Regions from separate parts of the Anser cygnoides genome. Here all the other regions are linked to region 1. Evidence: chromatin contacts called from public Hi-C data. All regions are on one chromosome and are shown on one strand. The core of a region is the stretch at or near the end of the contact, and the rest is flanking DNA. Distances in the headings are between cores, read along the strand shown. Region 1 overlaps MAML3 (mastermind like transcriptional coactivator 3). Region 2 overlaps MAML3 (mastermind like transcriptional coactivator 3). Region 3 overlaps MAML3 (mastermind like transcriptional coactivator 3).

Region 1 (2,700 bases), core at 148-2,647:
GCCTGCTGCAGGTGGCAGGTTCCTCTGCTCTCACGTCGTAACCCAGAGTTCAAAGGCCCCTCGGATAAAGCAAGAGCACTTGACAATTTACTAATAATAAGATACCAGAATTGGGCACTAGGTTTATTTTCACTCAGGGTAAATAACTTGCGAGAGATGTTTTTCCAGGGTTTTCCTCCATCATCATGGGGATAATAAACCTCATTTCTCTCCCTTTCCACTTCCTTCCCTTTTCCCACACTGACACTGCCATGAAGGCCTCCGGGTTCAGGAGCTGAGGTTGTAGGCAGGCACAGCGAACAGCCCTAATTCCCCCTATATTGCACCAGAATCTCAGGATTCACCCACACAACGTGTTTATTTAAGATTTCCACCCCCCAGCTAAGGACCAAAAGCTTGTCACTGGAAGGAAGGACACGAGCACCTGTGATGCCACAGGTACCTTCTCCTAACCCCCCCCTGCTTTCTCTTCGCGCTCCCAGGGCGGTGCGCTGCCTCTTAGGGCTGGGAAAGGAAAACAAAAGGGAGCAGAGAAAGCCAGAGTCACTGCGGAAGCCCTCTCTTTCCGATCTTCCTCCCCCAGCCCGCGTTTCCCCGGCATCTCCCCGTGCTGCCGCCCGGCACGGCTCGGCTCGGCTCGGCTCGGCCCGCCGCCAGGGGCCGCTGCCGGACCGGGGCAGCACGGCTCGGCTCGGCACGGAGCCAGCGGGGCCGGCCTCGCTAATTGTCCCCTGGGGGTGGCTGCTCGTTAAGCACCCACCGCATGGGATGGGGATGGGGATGGGACGAAAAGGGCCTGCACCAGTGCGGGACCCGCTGTGGGAGGCAGTCCCGGGGCCAGGGCGGGCTCTTCTGCCCGGCTGCGGGCCTGAGGTGCGCCACAGCTGCGTGAAGTCATCTTGTGCCCTGTGCCACCCAGCCCAGCCAGCGGAAGGGTTAAAATGGAGCGCGGCCTGGGAAATGAGGATCAGCCTTTCCGCGCCAAGGTCAGGTTTTCAAGGACCCTTTTGAGGTAATAACAAGAAAATACAATTTGTCCGCATCTCTACTTCGCGCCGCTAATTCCCGAAGGGCTCCCCGCTGAGAGGCAGCTCTCCAGTATTCGGCTGCTTTGCCTTCCCAACATACGCGTCCCCCGGTCTGAAAGTTTCCTCCCCACCCCAACAGTCTTCCCACATCTCCCCCCTTTCCCTCCTCACACCACACTTGGTGGGCTCGTGGCCCCGACGCTCCCCCCGCTGCCCTCACCCCGCCACGGGCCCCGGGGGACGCGCACCACCCGCAGGCTGCCCGCTGAGGATCCTTCCTACCCCCGTCCCCCCCCGGCTCCTGATGAAGTCATCAGGCTGGGGATTGCATAACCGCTGCACAGGACTATCTTGTGTTATACTGGGAGACCGGCCAACTGCTTCCATTTATAGACAGCAGCGAGGCCGCGCTGCCAAGTAATGGAACCTCTGCTGCAGCTACTACAAGGGAAAGGAACCGGGGGGGGGCGGTTCGGGAGCCGGAGGTGGCACCCGCAGGGGCTCCCCCAAGCCTCCGTGCTCAGCTGCCACCGGGGCTGCAGCCCCAAACCCGGCTGAATCTGCCTCGAAAGAGCCTTACTGCAGAACTTGTGTCCTGGCTTGCTGTGCACACACGTGGAAACAGCGCAGGCACAAACTCATCCCGCGATACCGCCGCAGCTCGGTCCTGCATGGCGTTACGCCACACGCTGTTAGCTCCCGGGTCGGAAAGGGAAGAAAGCCCCGAAGGAAGCCCCGCCAGCTGACACGAACCCGCGCGCCGTGCAGCAGCTGGAGGAAATATGAAGATTAGCACGGAGGTGTTACTTCCAGAGCGGCGCGTTCAGCCATTTCTGGGTACAAGAGTTTGCCTATGCACAGCAAAAGCTTCCTGTTTCCAGTTTTAATAACAGATTTAAGGCCAGGCGTTCTTCATCAAGCCAGAACACCACCCTCCTGCCCGGAATATTTCTGCTCCTTTCCATTTTTTTTGGCCAAAGCTCTTCCCAAACAATGATGAAAGGCCCCACTGACATCACCGGCAGCAGCCCTGGGTTGTGTGTCCCCAAAACAGGAGTGCAGCCCGGGCAGAAAGCCCCTGCCAGCAGGAAAACGCTCCCTTGTGTCCAGGAGCAGAGCTCCTTACCAAGAGCACCTCTGCAGCGGGCACTGCTGCTGCGTGGTGGCCGTGCCTGGTTCCAAACCCGCAGGGATCCCCGTGCTCCCCGCAGTCTCGGCGAACCCCTTCCAACACAGCCCAGGGACAGGATCGAGTGCTCTGCACCTGGGAGTAAGACCGGATTTAGAAAGAGTCGAGCTTCCATTCGTGGAGCCAAGAAAGAGGCAGAATTTCCAACTGGTCTGCATGACACGTCTGGGCAGGTTTTCGTAGCTGTAGAGCACCCAGTAAGCAGAACTTCTGTAGGGACCTAGCTGCTTCATCAGCACCTCTGCCCACATTATTTCTAAGGATCTGCCAGAGTGAGGGGTCCTCCTCAGAGTTCAGGGTGGTGTGTGTGTACAGTTACGCACACCAAACGCAAGTGACCTCAAAAAGGGGACAAAGGGGAGGGAAAAAAAGTATTTTCCTCTTTGTCTCAAATCTTACACGTGCCTCTTCCTTATCATTCAGCAATTTGCTCCTTCTGCATGACATCCATTCTCCCCCAACCACAGCTAAAAGCGGTCACAC
Region 2 (2,700 bases), core at 180-2,679, 130 kb after region 1:
GTTTCCAGAAGTCCTATTTGTATCAAAGAGGAACGAGAAGGACACAGGTGAGGGACTGAGGAGACCCCCTCCCCAAGGCAGCAGGGCTCGCCCAGGCACCTATTTGAGACGCCAAACTGGAACGCCGAAACAAGACCCTTCCCGACAGCAAATTGTGCAGGCTCTCCAGCTCCTTCCTTCCAGTGGAATAATTAACAATGCTGGCAAGTACATTATCATAAACTTCAGAGTTAACACCCCCACTGCAAAGAACAAAGGCAGTTCACATCTCTCCCGGAGCTCCTGCTGCAGACTGGGTGCAGACTCTGACAAGTTGCTCTGCGCCAATTTAGATTCCACGCACATTGGGAAGATTATGTTCATAACCACGAGCTAGGGAGCGCTTTTTAAACGATGCCGAAAAACACAGAAAGCAGCTTGCTGAAAACCTGCAAGCCAGCCCAGACCACCTCCTGGTTACGGCGTTGCTTTAGCTGTATTTAGGCAGAACTCAAACAAATCAGCATCATCACGCATGGCATCCTTTATCTCAAAGGACCCTACAGCGCTGCTAGACTGAGGCTGCATCCAGCACACACCTATTGCCAGGCAGCCTCTCCCTTGGTAGTCCTGCAAGTTGGAAAAAGCAGCACGCCTGTAAGAGTAGGTCCTGCACACCTACACAAAGAGTATTTCCACCTCGGACAGGCAGCCAGCAGTTGACAGCAGAGAGCAGGGCCTCAGCCCTGGGCACAGGTGAGGCCCTGGAGAAGGTGACGTGGCTGATACCTGCTCTGCACCAGGCACTTTCAAGACTGGAAATGCCGGCGGGTGTTGCAGCTCAAAAAGGACATGCAGGGAAAGTCTCTGTGGTCCCATGAGCTCACCTCAGGTCACTGGATCTTTCTAGTTTATAAACTCCATCTGGCTGGGGTCCCGCCTTAACGTAACCTTCGTATTTCTGCAGGTGTTGCACTTCTCCTCCGTGACCGGGGAGGTTTACAATAGAGGAGAGGTTTCTGTAAGGGGCTTGGTGATGGGACTTCTTTTTCTCACTGGTCTTCCCCATAGCCAGGACAAAATTTCTGGTTGAGGGGCTGGTGCTTGGTTCTTTCGGGATGGTTTGGCATGGTGGAGCGAGCAGATGCTTTGTATTTTTAGTGGGTTCTGCTGAGCGAGGCTGGATTGCTAATGGAAACCCAGGATACGTACAGCTTCAGAGAGACATGTTTCTCCACGTGCCAAGCTGAATAACACAGCAAACAGTTCAAGGTGCTTCACTAGAGATACTTGAAGTTCTTGCAGCTGTTTTAGTTTATTCTGCAAAGTTCTCTTTCAAGCAGCTGTCACAAACTCCATGAGTGTGAAAACAAAGGGCTGACATTTCCAGGAGGCAAGTGATGTCAAAGTGCAGCAACCTTATCCAAGAGGTAACAAAACAAAGGAAAATAATGCCATGCACTGGGAAAATGGATGGCCCGTACAGACGCCAACTGCACTGTAAAAATAAGACAAGACTCCAAACAACTCTAATCAGGCCACCCCTTACTTCTCCCCCTCCCAAATGCCTCTGGGTTTGGGCTCCAGAAGGAACAGTTGCACCTGGGGTTCTCAGTTTAACAGGGATTTAGTACATCCAGCCTCTCTGCAAGGCAACGTGCTCTGCTCAGCCAAAAAACGACCCTCAACCGTTTGGGAATCTTGGGTTTCTGCCTCTTTTACAGCAAAAAAAATAGTCCTCTCCCAGACAGCAGACCTGTTTTCACCTGACCTCTGTCAGCTAAAGATGCTGGCGCCAGCTTTGCGGAGCGTGCGTAACAGCGCTGGGTACGACCTGCCGTGTTTACTCCACGTTAAGTATTAACGAGGCCTGGGCTATCTCAGCCAAAGCCCTACTTCAACAGGCAAGATCTGCCCACAGAAGTGGCTTTCTACAAACACCAGCCCGGCCTCTGGGAAGAATAATGCATCCCAGGAACAGGGAAAGGGGGACAAAGGTATTTTCACAGTGCTTAGAAGAACCAAGCTGTAAAACAAAGGAGGAAAAAATAAATCGGTGTTTGTAGAAAACTCAGCTGTTTGTCAGTCACAGAATGCTTATTTCCATCTCCAAGAAATACAGAAGATTTCGCCTTTGGAGAGGACTTGTGGATTTCTCTCACAAATAACTAACAACTGCTTCTCAGCAGACAAAGGGAACAACGGTCCTCACTCGATTCTGCAGGGATTCATCTTTTCGGTTTCTTATACACAGTGGAAATGTAAATTTTGTTATCTGCTGCTACGGGGAAGGGAACCTGGTCAAAGTTGATTACGGCACATCCTCGGGATTCAAAACGTACCGTATCCCATGCCCGCCGTAATGAGTTTTATTTTAACTGCTTTTGGCGATTGCTTTAGTGGACGCTGGAACCGAATAACTAGCTCTGCAAGCAGAATGGAAGCAGCCACGCTGCTGCACAGCCAAGGTCTTGTCAGGGGGACTTGGACATCACCCATAAAGGAGGAGCGGAGTGGACACCTATTCTCCTTAATGGGTATTTTTTATAAAATCTAAAAAAACACACCACAGAGCCATTTTTTTCAGGTAGGCATGCTTCGTCAGGGGTATACAAAGGTGCCACAGTTGCAGGCAGGCGAGTCGTGCCTCAGCACCAAGGTGTTTCCCCTGGATAACACTACAATATCCTTGTGGCCAGACATCTGCCCCTAACATTTACA
Region 3 (2,700 bases), core at 84-2,583, 150 kb after region 1:
AAGCTCTTACCAATTTAACCAGGGTGTGTTTACCCAAGGTGCCCATGGCATTTCTCCATATCCAGCTTTCTACCAGAAACAAACATACTGACCCATCCTAAGTTACTCGGACGCTAGCAACATTTTGGTCTTAACTTTTATGGACAGCTTCCTCGTCATGCAGCAGCTCCCATTAATGACTGGACGGTGAAACCATTTGTTTCCAAGTGGTTGTTTTAGATCCTGGCACCTGGTTAACTTTCAGTGACAATACTCATTCCACATGGGAGTTTTGTGGTTCATTAACAAACCTCTTTATCTGGATTCCTTTGAGGGCTAAATGTCCCTTGTAGTGCTGTTTTGCTAGCAAAGAGCATCCCTTATACACTGCTGGATCCAATCCAGAAAAAATGCACAGTGACTGAAAGCCATTGCCATCTGGTGACTGCTCAACATCCTGCGTGGATGCTAGCCTGCATCCAGCACTGAGGGAACAGGTGTCCCCAGAACAACAGCCACCACAGTTGTCACTGGCTTGTAATCCCATTTGCAGCCTTGACACTTGGTCAGCATGCTGAAAGCCCGTCCGCCTTCAGCTGATCCCTCGCAGCACGTTCGTGAGCCAGCTTCCTCACTGCTCCTCCGCCTCGTGCCACCGAGCACCTGGTGGCAGTGGATTCTGGTCTGGATGCTGTTCTCCCATCCCTCTGTTCTTGTTAATTTAAAAAAGATGATCAAACAGCAACGACAGACAGAAACACCCTTGGAAATACAGTGCTGTGCAAATATACAGGGGCTAAGACTCCTCTCTCTGCCATTTCGACTCCAGAAACACCAACACTCCCCATGGAATGGGACTCCTCTGTGCAAGCAGTAGTGAAACCAGCTATTATTTATGCCCAGTAGAAAAAGCATTTGCTACCTATGACTTCAGAGAAAAAAGAAATAACAGACTCCTTCCCTAGGTTCAGCGAGTATCTAAGAAAAATAATAATTTTCTCTGAAAACAGCTAATCCAACAGTAAAGTGTTCTCACCAACCTAAAAAAACATATCCATTTGATTAACAGGCAGATGTCAAATCAGTTAAAATAAATAACAATAATAATAAAGAAATACAGAATAAGGCAGGCTGTGGATTTCACTAGTCTGCAAGCTCACAAAAGTAGCCAAGTTTACAAGCATAACAAATTACCGGGACTCAGATGAGCCACAGTAAGTAATTGTTTGCGCATTCCTAGATCATTGCAAATATGAGGTAAAGCCTCATTAACTCACAACTTTCCCACTGAGGTATAATCTGACAACGCTGTACCTGGTATTTCCTAAGCGCGTGCACATAGTCATTTCACTGTTTGGCTGAGGCCAGGTAATGTGCGAAGCCCCAGATTTCCCTGAGGTACAGGACCCCCGAGTGCTAATAACTAACCCCACGTCTGCAGGCAAAAGCATCCGCCATGTGAAAATCCCTCCCTGGTAGCTACCACCATGCAGCGTGGCAGAGAGTTCACACGGCCTCGCTTTGCGGGGTGGGTGCTGGTGTTCCCCAACAATTTGGCAGCGGCAGATGCCCGGTTTCTAACCAGTTTCGTTTGCTCTCTCAAGAGCCTGCAGAGAGCAAGAGCAATGAGGAAACTACACTCCAAAACATGTGTTGGGCTCTTTGTAACCAACAAAAGCAACCACAAATACTACAGACTTAAATCATTAACCTGCTCCACTACCAGCAAGTCAGGAACACCCCTCAGATCCTGGCAAGTTTCCAAAGCAGCCTTTTCTGCGCAAAGGATGGGCACCCAGAATCACACTTTTTTTTGGCAAGTGATCCACAATGTCTAAATATTTGCCAGCTACCATGCCAATAACTCCCTCTTCCTTTTTATTTTTTTTAAACCACCACCATAAAGGCTAGCTACTTTCCTTGGTCTATATAAAGTTGACCAGCCTTCCCATACCCAGAAAAGCACAGCCACTCTATACGATGATCATAGTGAAACCGTCTAGTTAACAAAAAAGCATTGTGAAGCTTGCCGGAGCTAAAATATGGTTACATACTAAACGCCTAGAGGAAACCAGCTTCAGAAGCACTTTGTAAGGTCTAGAAAGTGACATTCCTAAAGTGAGTTTGGAATGACCAAAGTTAGCAATACACATACATATATTGTAGTCTCGGTGCAAACAGATGGGGCTTTGCCATGCTGTTACTCCAACCGTACAAAAATGGTTCTGTTTACGTCATGAAAGCTAATTACACCAACACCCAACTACAGAAACAGGGTAGAATATCCACATCATTTTTTATCCTGTGTCTGTCTGCTCATGTTAATGTATGGCTGCGTGCACACACACCCATGCACACCAAGATGAAAGTTACACTGAGATAGAACACGAACAGAACAATGAGGATTTTGTCTTCTTCAATAGAGTCCTGTTATATATAGCCTTTCGGCTTAAATATAAGCTTAAACACGAACAAATCACACACACAAAGATACGTACTTATTTATAGCTACAGCAATAGGGAGGCCGCTGAGCAAAGCCGAACATCTTTGGAAACAGTGGGTGGTGATGCTGCTAAACAGAGCCCCCACTTTTCAGCTTCAGGGGCAACTCTGGTCTATGAAAGGAAAGCCATGAACTTGGGCCCGCTCTTTCTGCCCACTGTGATTTCTATGAATCATCCACCATAATCCTGTCGTAGGGAGTTCCTATCTGCCCTACC

Evidence for each region. Hi-C and Micro-C count contacts between places; a contact is called where the count stands out from the background.
Region 2: a Hi-C map of liver shows a contact between it and region 1, with 4 times the contacts expected there. The contact joins two enhancer-like sites. A contact is called at or near these places in 2 of 7 Hi-C or Micro-C datasets (both in liver).
Region 3: a Hi-C map of liver shows a contact between it and region 1, with 4 times the contacts expected there. The contact joins two enhancer-like sites. A contact is called at or near these places in 2 of 7 Hi-C or Micro-C datasets (both in liver).

Annotation. Positions count from the first base shown.
Region 1 is chr4:40,996,289-40,998,988 of Taihu_goose_T2T_genome, forward strand. All of the region lies in intron 2 of MAML3 (mastermind like transcriptional coactivator 3), which reads right to left. Among named protein-coding and RNA genes, the nearest start is that of MGST2, 24 kb to the left of the region's middle. Within about 2 kb of position 1,398, at least 3 of the 3 cell types and tissues checked have open chromatin away from gene starts, as enhancers often do. A contact at or near this core is called in liver, where this site is marked.
Region 2 is chr4:41,130,717-41,133,416 of Taihu_goose_T2T_genome, forward strand. All of the region lies in intron 1 of MAML3 (mastermind like transcriptional coactivator 3), which reads right to left. Among named protein-coding and RNA genes, the nearest start is that of MAML3, 76 kb to the right of the region's middle. Within about 2 kb of position 1,430, at least 2 of the 3 cell types and tissues checked have open chromatin away from gene starts, as enhancers often do. A contact at or near this core is called in liver, where this site is marked.
Region 3 is chr4:41,150,933-41,153,632 of Taihu_goose_T2T_genome, forward strand. All of the region lies in intron 1 of MAML3 (mastermind like transcriptional coactivator 3), which reads right to left. Among named protein-coding and RNA genes, the nearest start is that of MAML3, 56 kb to the right of the region's middle. Within about 2 kb of position 1,334, at least 2 of the 3 cell types and tissues checked have open chromatin away from gene starts, as enhancers often do. A contact at or near this core is called in liver, where this site is marked.